2 separate regions of the Sus scrofa genome follow, and region 2 is linked to region 1. Evidence: chromatin contacts called from public Hi-C data. All regions are on one chromosome and are shown on one strand. The core of a region is the stretch at or near the end of the contact, and the rest is flanking DNA. Distances in the headings are between cores, read along the strand shown. Region 1 holds the start of MRPL39 (39S ribosomal protein L39, mitochondrial). Region 2 holds the start of APP (amyloid beta precursor protein).

Evidence for each region. A called contact is a pair of places that touch in the nucleus more often than the background predicts.
Region 2: a contact with region 1 is called in a Hi-C map of embryonic fibroblasts, with 2.6 times the contacts expected there. The contact joins the promoter of APP here to the promoter of MRPL39 in region 1. A contact is called at or near these places in 5 of 47 Hi-C or Micro-C datasets (embryonic fibroblasts, epiblast stem cells, fetal skeletal muscle and 2 more) and 1 of 2 datasets of contacts at active chromatin or transcription factors (alveolar macrophages).

The regions. Positions count from the first base shown.
Region 1 is chr13:189,164,580-189,168,195 of Sscrofa11.1, reverse strand. It overlaps MRPL39 (39S ribosomal protein L39, mitochondrial), which reads left to right and starts at 1,894. Exons shown (of 10, transcript XM_003132745.6): 1 at 1,894-2,486; 2 at 3,299-3,505. The coding sequence starts at 2,423.
Region 2 is chr13:189,714,368-189,717,983 of Sscrofa11.1, reverse strand. APP (amyloid beta precursor protein) reads left to right here and starts at 2,032. Exons shown (of 18, transcript NM_214372.1): 1 at 2,032-2,129. The coding sequence starts at 2,073. It overlaps LOC110256540 (a long non-coding RNA gene), which reads left to right and starts at 2,136. Exons shown (of 2, transcript XR_002338172.1): 1 at 2,136-2,465; 2 at 3,379-3,616.

The DNA of each region.
Region 1 (3,616 bases), core at 645-3,144:
TTGAGAGAGTGAGACTAAAATCTGGGGAGAAGGTTGATAGGGAAGGCAGCAAGAAAGATTTAGGGTAAGGAAATACTCAAGCTCTCCGAGCCTGAATTTCCTCCCCTAGAAAATGAAGATTATCGTGCCCACTGCATGAGTAGGTTGTGAGAATTAATAAACCTGATGATGGGCATGTTCAATATGACTGGCATGTGTTTGAAATTCATTGGACATCAGCATTACTAACATCCTTCCAACCAAGTCAGTTTCTGTGATACTTGTGACTTCCAATTACTGCTCCCCATGCAATTTATGATTTAACTTGCTTAAATTGGAGTTCCTATTGTGGCTCAGCAGGTTAAGAACCTGACAGAGTATCAGTGATGATTCAGGTTCGATCCCTGGCCTCGCTCAGTGGGCTAAGTATCTGGTGTTGCTGCAAGCTTTGGTGTGGGTTGCAGATGCGGCTCGGATCCGGTGTTGTGGTGGCTGTGGCATAGGCTGGCAGCTGTGGCTCCAATTTGACTCTAGCCTGGGAACCTCCAAATCCGCAGGTGCGGCCTTAAAAAGAAAAAAAAAAAAAAAAACCTCGCTAAAATTTATGTTCTGAGGCTTTGTTTAATATTGTTCTAAAATGTTATGAAGGCAACTAAATGGGGTTAAATAGTGCAGATTCTAAAAGACGAATGAAGCAAAGAGTGTCAAGGGAATAACTACGCAAATTTAAGGAGGAAGTCAGAGATACACAGCCCACACATACAGCATACATATTTGGGTCTATGCCTTGACAGATCTGACTCCTTTTCCTTCCAGTTTTTTTTTTTTTTTTTTTTTTTTTTGTCTCTTTACCTATTCTAGGGCTGCTCCCTCGGCATATGGAATTCCCAGGCTAGGAGTCTAATCAGAGCTGTAGCCACCGGTCTACACCAGAGCCACAGCAACACGGGATCTGAGCCGCGTCTGTGACCTACACCACAGCTCATGGCAACGCTGGATCCTTAACCCACTGAGCAAGGCCGGGGACCAAACCCGCAACCTCATGGTTCCTAGTCGGATTCGTTAACCACTGCGCCACGACGGGAACTCCCTCCTTCCAGTTTTATAACTAATGTACAGCACTGTTTAAGGTGTACAGCATAATGATCTGACATATGTTTATAATGCAAAACGATTACTTAGCACAGTAAGTTTAGTCAACCTTCATCACCTCCTATAGTCACAAAAACAAATCCGTTTTCCTTGTGATGAGAACTTTCAGGTTTCTTTAGTAATTTTAAATATACCCCCATAGAATTGTCGACTACAGTCATGATGTTGTACGTACATCCCCAGTACTTATTTATCTTATGCTGGTTTGTACCTTGGGACCTACTCCCCTCCCCCAGCTGCCCCACAGGAGGCAGATAGTGACATCTGTTCCTTAACCAGTATCGCCACCTGGTGGTGGTGTATTCCAATTGCAAGTCCAGGCGCAGAAGGAGAGCGGGGTGGGTAGGCGGGGTGGGTTAGGTGGGGAGGCCCTGGGCTGAGTTTGTCAATGCACACGATTTAAGTAAAGCCACAGCAGTAACCAAAACTGCTGTTATTCAAAACAAAACATCGAATAACAACATTTTCATGCTTCATCTCGGGAATGCTTACTTCAATAGAAGCAACATTCTAGTATGACAAAGAAATCGGACTGCGCTGAATGCAAGGGCATTCAAATCATTCAACAAACATACATACAGTTCCTACTATGCGCCAAGCTTGGGATCCATCAATGAGCAAGAAACAAAAATCCCGCACTTTGACATGGGATGCCTCTTAATATGTTCTCTATATTCTTTCTATAGTATATAAAACGAATCTAGATAATTTGTAAAGCTCTACGGATTACCAAGTTCCCTCCAACATCTACAGGTCGCATTTTGTGGTCCTACTGAACGGAGAAGCCAGGCGCAGACCCACTCCAGCCAACCTAAGAACTCACCCTTGAAAAATCGAGTTAAGCCACGAGTTGGAAGATGTCGTCGGTAGAGCCGGCAGGGCTGACCATGAAAGAATAAAACAGAAGTCACCGTCCCTCACTTTTTATCCTCAGAAATATTGTTTGCAAGAAGCAGGTGATCGAACCCGTGGAGGACGGAGGGTGACGGTGCGTTTCGGGCTTTGAGGCTCCAAAAGAGATGCTTGTTCTCCCACAGAGCCCACAGGGTGGCAGACCGGCCACTCTGGCGTCCAGGACCTCTGGTCACCTTCCAAGCGCCTGGAAAAGACCGGGTTCCAGACGCGGGACCTCCGGCCACTGACTCTCGCGCCCCCTAGTGGCAGATGCAGCCGGGGGCCGGGCCCCGGAACGAAATTACCTGACGGAACCCGGAGTGCGCGCTCCGAGCTTCCGGGGAAGAAGACAGAGCAGGACCTGCGCGCGGCGGTTCCTGCGCTCGGGAAGGAGGCCATGGCCATGGGGGCTTGGGGGTTGCGGCTCTGGAGGGCCGTCCCCCGCGGCGAGGCTGGCTGGAGTGAGTGTCAGCGGCCATGGGGACGGGAGCCAGGATTAGGAGGTGGTGTCCGCCCAGAATGGGCCAGAGGCCGATCCTGGGAGGCCCCGCCGCGCTGGTGCGGAGGAGGGTCTTTAAGTCCGTGCTGTGGCGGCCGTGCCCTCCCGCCCTTGGGGGTACCGATCCTAGGGGGGCGGGACGGCTCTGGGGTGGGGGAAGAGCCCATGTGCCGGTGCATACACGTCCTGATTTCCCCGTGGGAACACTCGTACCTGCTTGCCCGATTTGAGGCAAATCAGGAGAACTAAATCAGGGGACCTCTGATTTGGGGTTTGGAAAATAAACTCAGCATTTCTCGATTTAGATACGGGGAGGTTTGCGCGCGGGACCTCCAGTCTCTTGGAGCTTTCATGTCCCCGAAGACCTTTTCCAAGCGACAACTTTGCTCACCTTCCCAATGACCGGTCTGGTTTGGACTCCCCTTCCCGGTTACTTTCTGCCCTTACTGTAAAGCACAGATCGGGATACGGCCGAGGAAACTGGGAAGTGGAGCTCGATGGTGAGAGAGCACAGTTGAAATGAAGGTGCGGATCTGGGCAGGCTGCAGTTTTCTTCTGTCGGCGTTTTAATGATTAGTATTGGAAAGGGTGTAAGTTTACCGATGAGCTCATTTTGATAAAGGGCGTTTAAAATTCCCTTGCCTCTTGCTCTTGTTGTAGGAGGGTAGTGATGTGGGAGTGGAACAGGGTAGGTTAGTAGGTTATTTATTTTGTCATATTCATTTTTAAGTTACTGTTATGTCAGTCTTCACATCTATTGTAACTTCTGCCCAGGATTGATAGCAACATCACCAGCTTCTCAGCTGTCACCGACCGAACTGATAGAGATGCAGAATGATCTCTTTAACAAAGAGAAAAACAGGCAGCTATCCTTAACTCCCCGGACTGAGAAGATTGAAGTTAAACACGTTGGGAAAACTGACCCTGGCACTGTCTTCGTGATGAATAAAAACATTTCAACTCCTTATAGTTGTGCCATGCGTAAGTAATGAATCAGGATACCGTTTTGATGATTTTACATAAATCAGAGGAAGAACTAGGGCAGAGGAGACAAGATGCTGTAATTGCTTCCTGAACTTGCTGGAAGTTCCC
Region 2 (3,616 bases), core at 783-3,282, 550 kb before region 1:
AACCATCTTCTGCCAGGAACAGCTTCTCCAGGGATGGATCACTGGGGTGCATTTCAACAGTGGGAAAGGGAAATGCCAAATCTAGGAACTCATATATAATCGCAGATTATAACCTCACCTCTCTATCTTTGAATTCTGTGCTCAATAAAAGTCCCTTGCTCTTAAAAATGGCTTCCTGCCTCCCAGGACTGGCTCCATAGGCAGGCATCTGCTCCATCACACAGGATCTGAGCTCAGAAGGGTCTTGTGCTTGATTGAACGTGCAGCTGTTATCATCTTAAAATTCTTCACTTTGGAAGAAAGAGTCCCACCTTTTTATTTTGCACTGGACCCTGCAAATTGTGGAGCCAGGCCTGCTTCCTACCCATTTTTAAGTCATATTCCTATTTCCTATCAGGTGCCTTCAATTTGTCTCACACACCTGCGGTGGTGGGTAAACATGTTTGGAAGCAACTGGGTTTTGCTGTCACTTGGGCCTTTTTTCCCTGCAGTCCCAACCTCTTGCCACTTACTTGCTGTGAGATTGGGGAGGAGGTTTTTAGCGTCAGCTTCCTACTTTACAAATGGGAATAATAACAGTAAGGGCCTCACTGGCTTTTGGAGGAAGTAAATGACATAAGCACGTAAACAAATAATTCGAACTAACGAATATTTGTCACCATTGGTTGAGGAGGTTCAAAGGTCATTCAGGAGAGAAAGTAATTCAAGGGACCAGCTTGGATGCCTAACGGGGTTAATAAGAGAGAAGACAATATCCAGGGGAGCTGGCCCAGAAATGTTATCTTATCTGGAAGGAAGCCGGCATCCTCGGCTGAGCCACGATTCCACGGCTGAGCCTGTGGCTTCTTTCCCTCCCACCAGCGCCCCTGTGGACTGTGGCTTGTCCTTCAGGTCAAGAGCAGGGCAGTTCTAGACCATTCTAGACTCACCAGACACTAACCCGACCATGGGTGGATTGTGTTTAACCTAGGAGAAAGTGGCTTCCCTAGAAGGTTCACTTCTGTAATCCCGGGCAGACACAAGAAGGAACAAGGACGGAGTTGGAGGTCAGAAGTTCTGAGGTATGGGGGTCGAGGAGAAATCATCTTTCCACAACCTTTCTTTCACTTCACCCGCGTCTCAGATGGACACTACATCCCTGCCTGATTTAAAAAAAAAAAAAAAAAAAATCCCAGATGACTGTCCCCTTCTCAAAACAAAAACAAACAAAAAATTTAAAAAAAAAATTAAAAACCCTTCTTTCAAGGAGAAGTAAATAGGTCGCCGCTTCTTCTCCTGGTCCGGCGCCTTTCTCCTTCGGTTCAGTCTAAAGATAGAAATTCCAGGTTGCTCGTGGCTGCTTTTGACAAAAAAAAAAAAAAAAAAAAAAAAAAAAAAGAGGGCTTTTGCTCTCCTAGCAAGCAAAGAAATCCTATTTCCTTTAAGCTAGTCTTGTTCTCAGTCTCTTCCAGAAACGCCTCCCCCACCTCTCCAAACCGAGACAAAAAATTAAATGCGGATAAAAACGCACCCCAGCAGCAACCCATTTATACGACACCCCCGAGAGGCCTGCGGGGTCGGATGAGTCAAGCTCACGGGAACGAGCGGGGAGCGCTCCCGACTTTTCTGGAGCCCAGTCGTCCTACGACTCACCTTTCCCTGATCCTGCACGGTCCCTCTCCCGGCCCCAGAGTCTCCCTCCTACTGCTCGAGGGGTCCAGGCCAGGGAAGCGGGCGGGGAGCCGGGGGGACCCGGCGGGAGCCGAGGGCCCCGCACCTGTGGGCGCCGAGGGCGCCGGGGGCGCCGGGGGCCGCGGGCCCCTCCCGGCCGAGCGCGCGCAGCTCCCCGGCGGCTCCGCTAGGGGTCTCTCTCGGGTGCCGAGCGGGGTGGGCCGGATCAGCTGACTCGCCCGGGCTCCGAGCCCCGCCGCCGCGCTGCTGTTCGGTCAGTTTCCTCGGCAGCGGTAGGAGAGAGCACCCGGGGCAGCGCGAGCGCGGGGCCACCGTAGACAGCGGCAGCGACACCGGCAGAGCAAGGGCGCGGCGGATCCCACGCGAACAGCAGCGCACTCGGTGCCCCGCGCAGGGTCGCGATGCTGCCCGGTTTGGCACTGGTCCTGCTGGCCGCCTGGACGGCTCGGGCGCTGGAGGTGGGTGCCGCGCCTCGGAATGGGGTCGGAGGGGGACAGTGGAGACCCGATTAATCCAAGTCTTTAACCCAGAGAAGCTGGGGTTAGTCGAGGACCACCCCACTCTCCTCAGGCCTTACGCCCCCGCTTGCGGGCACCCTGCGCATCCCCGCTTCTGGCCCAGCCCTGCCCCGGGGACGCGCTCTCCGGCCCGCGGGGAAGGAGCGGGTGAGGGGTCGGGAGCCCGGGTCCGCTTCAGTCGGGGGAGAGAAGAGGAGGAGGCTATCTGCAGCTCAGACCCTGACTTAGTCCCTGCCTCGGAACCGGGGACCCGGGGCAGCTAGAGACGTCCAGATGGTAGGTGGGGGAGGGAGCACGTGGGAAAAGCCGAAAACCCACAGTCCCTGGATCCTGTCCCCAGCTCTTAATCGCTGCCTTTCCCTTTCTCTCGGGCCCTAGGGAGGAGTCGGGACGGCTTGGGAAGCTGGTCATCTCTCTCCCCAACCCCCCCACCCCCGCTTTCCCTCGCTTTTCCCCCGCGGTTTCACCTTCCCTTCACATCCCCACCGCCCCTTTTCTGCCCGACCTCCTCCTCCTCCCTCTTCTCGGTTGCTCGGGGCTGCCTCCTGAGTGCGACCCCAAGCAGGGTCAGGCACCACCCTCGGCAGGCAAACTTTGTGCATTTCTGTGTCTCCCTTTTGTGCTAAGTTGCGAGAGATGGGAGGGGTCGGAGATCCACAGCCACATCGCACCTTCCCCAAGCCTAAATATCCCGGGCGTTCGCTCGCACCCTCACATTCTCCGGGAGAGGGACAAGGAAGGTCCCCGGGAACAAAAGCCGCGACACCCCGCCCTCGCCAGCCCGGGGCGCGGTGGGCTGAGCTGAGTTAGTCTGTGCGCCACCGAGGCTCCCGCCTGACTCCCTTCTCCGCGCTGCGCGCCCGTCCCGGAGGGGGCTGGGGCGCTGCTGGGGCGACTCTGGCCGAGCCTCTGGGCCCCTCTACTTCCTCCCCCCACCCCATCACCTCCGAGGCTTGCTCATTCTGTTCTCGGTTGTAAAGTCCTTGGGGAGAAATACGCGGAGAGTGGAGTGTGCGTCTGGAAGGGGCAGTGGCGGGTGGTGGGGAGCCACGAGCTCTCTTCCTGTGCATCAAAGGAGGCGTTTGTCTGATTAAGGCGCGGCCTCTTCCCTGGCAGTGCTGGGCAGTCCGGTTTAGCTCCCCGGGGGGCGCGGACTGCTGGGGAGGGTCCTCAGGGTCTTTTTTTTTAGGGTGCAGATAAAAGGATTGAATTGAGTGAAGATTAAGACGGAGAAGATGGCGCCTCTGCAGTGCAGCAAAGAAAAGCTGTGTGGAGGCTGCAGCCTGGTGAAATCCACCCACCACTAGGTGTATAACAAGTCCTCCCCATTCATCCAACTCTCGAACATTCAGCTAACGCCTGTGCAAAATGACTATTTTCCTTTTCATCTGAAGATGTTGAGAAATTATTTGCTTGGCAGTTGAGGC